Linked DNA regions of Rattus norvegicus: region 1 is linked to region 2. The links are chromatin contacts, called in public Hi-C maps. All regions are on one chromosome and are shown on one strand. Each heading gives the region's core, a stretch centred on a gene start, on an enhancer-like site or on the middle of the called end of the contact. The rest is flanking DNA. Distances are from core to core; before and after follow the strand shown. Region 1 overlaps Tbc1d2 (TBC1 domain family, member 2). Region 2 overlaps Trim14 (tripartite motif-containing 14).

What was found. A called contact is a pair of places that touch in the nucleus more often than the background predicts.
Region 1: a Hi-C map of the Rat2 cell line shows a contact between it and region 2, with 3 times the contacts expected there. The contact joins two enhancer-like sites. A contact is called at or near these places in 11 of 12 Hi-C or Micro-C datasets (the A7r5 cell line, the Rat2 cell line, Schwann cells and 6 more).

Annotation. Positions count from the first base shown.
Region 1 is chr5:65,684,996-65,689,438 of GRCr8, reverse strand. Tbc1d2 (TBC1 domain family, member 2) reads left to right here. Exons shown (of 13, transcript NM_001399163.1): 10 at 4,331-4,443. LOC108350962 (a long non-coding RNA gene) reads right to left here. Exons shown (of 4, transcript XR_001837940.3): 4 at 3,259-4,443. Among named protein-coding and RNA genes, the nearest start is that of Coro2a, 33 kb to the right of the region's middle. Within about 2 kb of position 1,263, at least 8 of the 93 cell types and tissues checked have an H3K27ac peak or open chromatin away from gene starts, as enhancers often do.
Region 2 is chr5:65,595,091-65,599,640 of GRCr8, reverse strand. Trim14 (tripartite motif-containing 14) reads left to right here. Exons shown (of 6, transcript NM_001399174.1): 6 at 1,213-3,492. The coding sequence ends at 1,748. Among named protein-coding and RNA genes, the nearest start is that of Nans, 21 kb to the right of the region's middle. Within about 2 kb of position 1,725, at least 88 of the 93 cell types and tissues checked have an H3K27ac peak or open chromatin away from gene starts, as enhancers often do.

The DNA.
Region 1 (4,443 bases), core at 14-2,513, 90 kb before region 2:
TAAACCCCCAGCAGTCACATATCTCGGTCATCGTCCCCCCTCCCCCACCCCAAGACTGTCAGGACGCATTGCTGAACTGCCTGGGAGGGACAAGTGATATCTGTAGACAGCCTGCCCACACATTACCAGCCCAGCACGACTGTGCAGTCCTTTCCAAATGCCTTAAACTCCAGAAGGGACATGTGCGAATCTTCTTTGGGAATAGCTGTGAAGAGGCTGGCAAGATGGCCCAGAGAGTAAAGGGGTGGCCGCCACACCTAGTGATCTGGACTCGAACTCCAGATGGGATGGGATGCACGTGGCAGGGGGGAGAATCAGCTCCGACAGTTGTCTTCTGGTCTCCACACGCTTGTCACGTGCAGACGTATTCACACATAAATGCAATTTTTAAAAAAAGTTCAAGAGGCCTGGAGAGATGGTATCTCAGGGTTTCGGTTGTTGTGGTAAAACACCATGCCCAAAAGCAGCTTGGGGAGGAAAGGGTTAATTCCATCTTCAGGTCTCTAGTCAGCCATCCAGGGAAGTCCTGGCAGGAACTCAAGGTGGGAGCTGTCACAAAGGCCATGGAAGGGTGCTGCTTGCTGGTGCGCTCCCATGCTGCTCTGCCTACCCTCTTTTTTTTTTTCTTTTTTCTTTTTTTCGGAGTTAGGCAAGCGCTCTACCACTGAGCTAAATCCCCAACCCTGCCTACCCTCTTATAGCACCCAGGACCACCTGCCCTGAAGGCAGTGGCCCCACGCCCACAGCAGGCGAGGCCCTCCCATAGCAAATGCTAATGAAGAGAAAGCCTTCACAGGCTTGCCTGTTGGCCAGTCTTGGATGGTTTTTTTTCCCATTTGAAAGTCCTTTTCCCCAAATGGCTATAGCTGTGCCCAGTTGATAAAACACCAGCACAGTTTGATGGCACTTGCTGCTCCTCCAGAGGACTAGGACTTGGTTCCCAGCAGCCACATGGTGACCTGAAACCACCCATAACTCCAGCTCTTGGGGCTCTGACGCCCACTTCCGGCCTTCATGGACACATGCGTATAAACACAGTGCACAAAAAACTCATGTAAGAACACATACGGATACACATAAAAATACTAAGTGATTCTTTTTTTATTTAAAAAAATAGAACAAGTAAAGCAGTAAATGCTAATGAATTCTTGACCAGAAATAGAGAGTAGAAGGCGTTTAGATGGGTCTGATGACAGAGACCTATAATCTAGCTACTCAAGAAAAAAATCACAAGTTCAAGACCTTTCTGTCTGGACTATAGTAGAGTTCAAGGACAGCTTGCATGACTTAGTGACTACCTTGCCTCAAAAAAGGAAAAAGAAAGAAACCCGAGGGTGTGTCTTAGTGATGGGATGCTTGCCCAATGTGCGCAAGGCCCTGGGTTTAAAATTTCCCAGAACAGGGTTGGGGATTTAGCTCAGTGGTAGAGCGCTTGCCTAGGAAGCGCAAGGCCCTGGGTTCGGTCCCCAGCTCCCAGACCAAAAAAAAAATTTCCAGAACTCTCCAAAAAATGAAAGCAGAATCTGTGAGGGACCAGAGAAGCTCTGCAATTAGGTCAGTGGTGAGTTTTAAGCTCTGACCCTGCAGGTGGAGATGGACACTCCATCTTCCAGCTGAGATCTGAGAGTTCTAGAATTTCACTATGCGTGGCAGCCCAGCAGCCTCTGGCCCTGGATTGGCCCATGCCCCAGTCCTTTCTACAACCCACCCTCCAAGTGGGAGCTTGGCCAGAGGGGATGCTGGGCCACCCCAAAGCTTTTCTGATCTAATGTGTCCTTTATGGAGGCCAGGGGGGCCTTAGCTGCACAGGGGCTCTGAACTCCAGAGGTTGGCCAGTGACTAAGGGACGGGGGAAGCTGTCGTGGTAGGAGGGCCTTAAAGTCAGACTCAGGAGTAGAATGCCCAGTGGAGAGGGAAACAATGCCAACAAGAAGGCCACAGGGGACACGTGAAGCTAAAAGGAGCAGGTGCCTCTCAGTGTCTCTCTCGAGAATGCCTTGGCTTAGATTGATATGCAAGCCCACGTAATTGGTATCCACACAAATATTTATACTATTGCTTTAAATAGAAAGCTATGCATATACCAGAGCATGCCTGGATCTCAAGAGAGGTAGTGTTTTTACAACTGCAAGCCCCGTATGGCTGGTTGTGTCACCATCTAGTGGTCAAACTTAGAACTGCATGCAGAATAAACAGTTCACCTAAGGCAACAAAATGCAGCCTTTTCCTGAGACAGACAATGTGGAGATGTGTGTTGCCAGCTCAGAGCAAGCATTTAAAGTCCATTTCCCTATGAAAATAATTCGAGTTCACTAAATGCAGTTCTTGCCCCTCTATGTACATGCCTTTGCAGGCCTGTTCAGATGGCGCCCCATTTAGCCCACCCCGCCCAGTAGTGGTAAGCTTCAGTAGAGACTAGCCTCCAGTAACTGACCATCTGTTTGCAGAAGTCTAAAACAATACAGACTGGAGTTCCTGATCTGAGGACATCCTGGGCTTTGTGAGAAAAGGTGGGCTAGGATAGACAGCAGCAGGCTAAACTTGTGCATCCGGGATTGGGTCCCCTCTGCTCTGCCAAGATGGTCGTAAGTGATAGCCACTTTTGCCTTCTGAGTTCCAGTGTCCCCATCTGTGCATTAAGACGTTTTCCTTGACCAGAGTTAACCCATAAGAAAAACCTGCTAGAGACCTTGAAGGAATTTCTGGGGTAGTGTCCAGGTTCAACAGCAAAAAGTTCCATGATCAATTACATATGCCTCCCCTGGTCACTGACAGAGTGGTAGTTGACACACAGGACATTGTCTGTTCTTGAACCCAGTGACCTCTACAGGTCCCCTCCCCCTGCTCCAAGAGCCTCCTCTGTCTCAGGAGACCTGCGGCTGTTTTTCTCTTTTTGCACTCAGCTCAGAGCCAGGAGAGTTTGTGCAAACATGTACAGTAGAGCCAGAGGGAGGAGCGGTTCATTCCCGATTGGCTGAGAAAGGAGAAAGGGTGCTCCTTGTTTGTGAGAAACAGTCCTGTTCTAAAAGTCATGAACCTCAGAAGAAAACGGAAGTCCTGAATCTAATCCATAAAGAGCCCAAAGACGCATAAACACCCGGCTCTGAAAGGGCTCTGCAGTGCAGGCTGGGGTGGTGCACACCTGTAATCCCAGCACCTGCAGACTGAGGCCAGAGGATTGCAGGTTCTAGGCCAGCCCGGCTATATAGTGAGACTGTCTCAAAATAATAATAATAATAATAATAATAATAATAATAATAATAATAATAATAATATTTTTAATAAAAATCAAAGCTTCTGTAAGTCCACAGAGAGCCCATGACTTCCAGTGCAGCCCCCTTCTCCCATAGATGCCGTGAAGAGAGCTGCTCCCAGACCTCACGTATGACATACAGAAGAGGCTCCATGGTTCCCAGGACCCCCCTCATCTGTCTCCCTTGGGCTTGTTGCTACAGAATGTCCTGAGGCTTTGCTGAAGCACTGTGAGCCTCCAAGAGCGGCTGGGATGTGCTGTGTTCCTCAGACCAGGGTCCATGGAAGACACACCAGGGAGTGTACTGGATCCATGCGTTGGCCTGGATGTGTCCCCTCAGGGAAGGTTGAAGAAGCAGAGTGCTTCTCTGAGGGAGATGTCTCCACTCAGCTCAAGACTTGTCTGTCTGCTCCCAGTCTCAGTAGGGCCTCACAACTGAGGTGAAGGCACATAGGAGGAAAGCCTGTGTGTGCTCACACGGGTGTGCCAGTGGGTAGGGCATGAGGTCTGACAGGAGGGCAGTGTCCCTGAGAGGTTTTCAGAGCTTGCCAGCATGAAGTGAAGGTAGCCAGTACTTACAAGCACTGACTGCATGCCAACCTCTGGGCAGATAGCCAACAGGGCTGACTGTTGGTCCTCACCCATCCCTGAAGCTTATGAGGAGGCTGAGGCCGAGATAGGTTAAAACAGTTCTTACCGGGGTTGGGGATTTAGTTCAGTGGTAGAGCGCTTGCCTAGGAAGCGCAAGGCCCTGGGTTCGGTCTCCAGCTCCGAAAAAAAGAACCAAAAAAAAAAAAAACAAAAACAAAAACAAAAACAGTTCTTACCATAGTTCCCACCCAGGCAACACAGCCTCAGGGTCTCTGTTCTGAATTGGTCTTCACGGCTCTGGAAGTAAACCTGAGTGTCCTCCTCTAAACAGTGTCTCACCCCGGGCGCCATGGCTACCAGCCTGGTCCAGGATTAGGGCTAGCCCAATGCCCTAGAGGAGGACTTGACCCAGCACCCAGGATGCTGCCTCTGTCATGCAGTACTGCAACTGCTGTGGGTCACCCCAGGCTCCTCCCCCCTCTGCAGGCTGGCAGCCATCGCCCTGTTGGTCCTAGAGGATGAGGAGAGTGCCTTCTGGTGCCTGGTGGCCATTGTGGAGACCATACTGCCGGCTGAGTACTACAGCAAGACACTGACTG
Region 2 (4,550 bases), core at 476-2,975:
AAATGCATTTGAAGAGAAGCACACCAAACAAAGGGGAAGTAAACGTTCCTTCTCCTCCTTCCAACCAACAAACTGAAAAGTTCTAGAAGCCTTCTTCGTGTTCCCATATTTACTACACCAAAAGGATGGCAACTGTTTTAATTTCTAAGTCTTTAGCTTAGAAAAACCTCTAGCCTCAGAGACTGGAGAGATGGTCCTGTGGTTGAAGAGCATTTGCTGCTCTTATCCATTTTTTTTTAAAGATTTTTTCATTTATTATATATAAGTACACTGTAGCTGTCTTCAGACACCAGAAGAGGGCATCGGTTCTCTTTACAGATGGTTGTGAGCCACCATGTGGTTGCTGGGAATTGAACTCAGGACCTCTGGAAGAACAGTCTGTGCTCTTAACCACTGAGCCATCTCTCCAGCTGCTGCTCTTATCCAAACCGAGGCTCACAACCAGCTGTAACTCCGGCTGCAGGGCGCCTATTGCCGCCTTCTGGCCACTGCTAGCACTGCACATTACACTGAGATGCGCATAAAGAACTACTCACGCCCATAAAATCATTTAAACACATACACAAACTAGTATCACCACTGAAATATGTTTGATATGATTCAAGCATGTTTCGTGAATATGCCATTAAGCTTTAAAAAGTAGGTTGCCTAAAAGCATGCATGGCATGATACCAATATTGGGAGGAAGTATAAGCCTCAAAATTAAGGGATTAAAAAGGGCAGAGGACATGCAACCAAGTCCAAATAGTTTAAGATTTTCTATCTTTCTGTTTTTGAGACTGGGTCTCTTTATGTATCCCTGCCTGTTCTGCAACATTCTACTATGTAGAACTCAGGAAGTTGGTCTCCAACTCACAGAACCTCTGCCTCTGTCACCTGACTGGTGGGATTAAAGGTGTACTCCACCTTCCTCGGCAGTAAGATTTCTTTTCTTTTTTTAATTAGCAATAAATTCCACGATCCAAACTCAAGCCGCATAGAGCACGTAATAAACCTGTTTCCCTCTCACCCTACCCAACAGCATTTTGGTCCCTACCGAGCGTTTTGACTCGGGCTGGGACCAGCGAATGGAAGGTGAGCTGGGCCCACTTCGGCCCCGCCCATAAACCTGCTTTTCCCCGCCCCTCTGCAGACGCATGCTCAGTCCGAGGTAGGAGGACCCCATGTGGCTCCGCCCAAGTTTTCTGACCACTTCTCCCCACCCCTCTGCAGACGCGCGCACGCCAACGCTGGACCCGGACACGATGCACGCGCGCCTGCGCCTGTCGACCGACGGGCTGACTGTACGCTGCTCGCTGCTGGGCCGCCTGGGGCCGCGTCCCGCTCCGCGATTCGACTCGCTGCGTCAGGTGCTGGGCCGCGACGGCTTCGCAGCGGGACGCCACTACTGGGAGGTGGACGTGCAGGAGGCAGGCGTGGGCTGGTGGGTGGGCGCGGCCTACCCGTCGCTGCGGCGCCGCGGAACCTCCACGGCTGCCCGCCTAGGCTGCAACCGCGAGTCGTGGTGCGTGAAGCGTTACGACATGGAGTACTGGGCCTTCCACGACTGCCAGCGAAGCCGTCTGCGGCTCCGCCGCGACCCTCACCGGCTCGGCGTCTTCCTGGACTACGAGGCCGGCATTCTGACCTTCTACGACGTGGCGGGTGGCATGAGCCACTTGCATACCTTCTATGCTGTCTTCCAGGAGCCGCTCTACCCAGCCCTGCGCCTCTGGGAGGGGACTATCAGCATTCCCCGGTTACCCTAAGAGAGAATGTGCTTCCTTTCCTAGGCTAGTCTCCTGCTGTCCCCTGTGCCCTCCCCCTCTTCCCCCACGATGTTTTTATAATGCAAGTTCCTGAAAGGGACACCCTGCTGCCTGTATCTAGGACACTATCGTGCAGCGCCTAGAACCTCCTGACACACAGTAGGCACGCAGTATCAGTGAATACTTACAGTGCCTTGCAGGAGGCAAGTAGTTCCTGAACTGTTTCCATTTGAGCCAGCTGCTCTCCAGCCACTTGAGCTTGTCCAGGTCACCTCCATCCAGAGCACCTGACAGGGTTCTGGTCTGGGTCTGCATCCTCACCCCTCTTCATCTTCTACACTAAAGCATCCTGAAACTTAGCCTGGCCTCTTGGGAACTAAAGGGAGGCTCTCAAAGAGCTACAAAAACAGCACTGGCAGCACTTTACCTTGGCCCTTTTAGTAGTCTTTCTGGCTTTTCTACCCTGCCTTTGCTCATGTCAATCTTTTCAGACATGCTCCGGTCGGAAGCTAGTTTGCAGGTGCACCTTTGAACCATTGTGCTTCCCACCATAAATAGGAAAACCGGCTCTCTGCCTGTCTCAGTCTTCAGGCTTATCTGCCCCAAGAAGTTCCCTCCACACCCGAAAAAAAAAAAAACCAATCAGGCCTACAAATCCCTCCACCCCACCCCCTCAAAAACAAACAAACAAACAAACAGGACCTGTCATTCCAGTTGCTTTCTAAGGACATCTGTGTGCTTTCCTTCTAGACGCTGAGTGATCATTAGGGCAATTTGACGGGACATAGTAGGTCCTTCATTCACAAGACCAGAGCTTTTCCCACACACCACTGCAGGAGGGGCCCAGCCAGGCACCTCTTACCAGGCATTGGAGTCATGCACTTCACACAGTTGATCCCTCAAAGGTGGGAAGCGATCCCATTGTACACATGGCAGACTTGGTACTCGTGAGTCAGAAGACTGCCCCAAGACAATAGGATCAGTGTTGCGGTCAGGATCTACACTGCCTAGTAGGCTGTGTTGTAGATGTGACAGCTCTCTCCCTCTCAGTGTTACTTGCCTCAGTTTTCCCCGGGTCAAACCTGCTTTTAGATTTACCTTCACTGGTCCCTGAAATGAGGTTGTATAACCTTTAGGATAGGGGATGGAATTGTTTGAGAGGATCTGATTTGGGTCTAAAACAGAAAGACTGATTCTGAGCTGGGGTTTGTGCTGGCTAGAAGGCTTAGCTTCCGGTCAGCTGTATGGCCTCAGACAACATTCTTTCTACTTGTGGCCCCCATCTGTAAAACATGGGTCGGTGATGCCAGGCTCAAACAAGCCAAAGCTAATGAAATTGCCTTAAAAACTATAACGTATCAGGCTAGGATTTGTTAGCATCTCCAATAGACTCTTCCTACCTTGTCACAGTGCTGGACCGCAGATACCCAGCAGCTGGGTGGCAACCAAGGGAGCTGCCTTAATATTCTCAGGGCAGTCTCCTTGTGATCCAAAGCATGTGTCTGAATGCTCTTGGTTTTGTAGAATTTACCTCAGAGGTACACGAATTATTTTCCCTGTGATGCTTGTGGTGCGTGGTCTAGAACCAGTGAAGGGCTCCATCCAGCTATACATACAGCCCCAGCAGGTGTTTGCAAGAAAAAGGCTTAGTCAAGGCCAGTGAAGCAGAAGACATACATCTCTGTGATGACAGTTTTCTAATACATGCTTTGTTTAAATAAAATATGAATGCTGTCTCTTGTAACCATGTTCTTCATTGGAAGTCAAGTGCATAGTAGCATTTGGGCTTGGATAAAATCTTGTTCACCCGCCACCCCCTTCATAGCTTTCTTGAAATAGCTGGTCCTAAAGTGAACAGGTCCAGTGATGGGGGGCTCACCACTCACGAAGATAACCAAGTTCTTCTGTGGGGCAGGGAGACCCTAAGTACCATGAGGATGTCAGAGGATAACTGGTGGAAGTCAGTTTTGTCCTTCCACGACAGGGTTGGAGGGTGTCCTAAGGATTTAACTTGGGTTGTCAAGATGGTGACACATCTACCTGCAGAGCCAACTCAGTGGCCTCAATTCTTCTGTGGAAGCAAACCCAACTCTCAGTGGTTTGCAGAAGAAAAAAGGGAAGCAAAAAAAAAAGGTGGGGGGAGCACGTTTGTATTCAGCCTTTAGCACCACAGAAGCTTCTTGTAGTCTCTAGCTTCTAGAGAATCCGGGGGCACTCTTATCTACAGTGTCATCTTTCTGCCCATAATTCTCCTTTGTCAGTGACACTAGCCTGTGGTAACCCCATGCAGGTGGTGCAAGTGACAGACACATTCAGTGTTCTGAGGGACAGCTTGTCCCAGAAGGCAGAGTTTGATAAGAAGTGATTTTGAGTACAGGGCCCTGGACAGATTCTATCATGTTCTGGTGAGAAATCTAGGGGGAAGCAGAGTGGGAAGGCTGATGAGATGGCTTAGCAGGTCAAGGCTTGCCACCAAGCCTGGCAACCCGAATTCAATCCCCAGGGCCCACATGGTGGAAGGCTAGACCCAACTCCTAACTAAGTTGTCCTCTGACCTCTACAGAGTGCACTCCCACCTGTACATATACAAACAAAAGAAGAGGCTGGAAAGATGTCTCTGTGGTTAAAAGAGCACTGGCTGCTCTTGCAGAAGACCCAAGCTCGGTTTCCAGCACCCACACAGTGGCTCACAACTGTTCTCTCCAGTTCTATGAGATTGAATACTCTGTCTGGCTTCTGTAGGCATCAGAAACACATGTGGAGCAGACATGTAGGCAAAACAACTATACACATAAAAGAAGT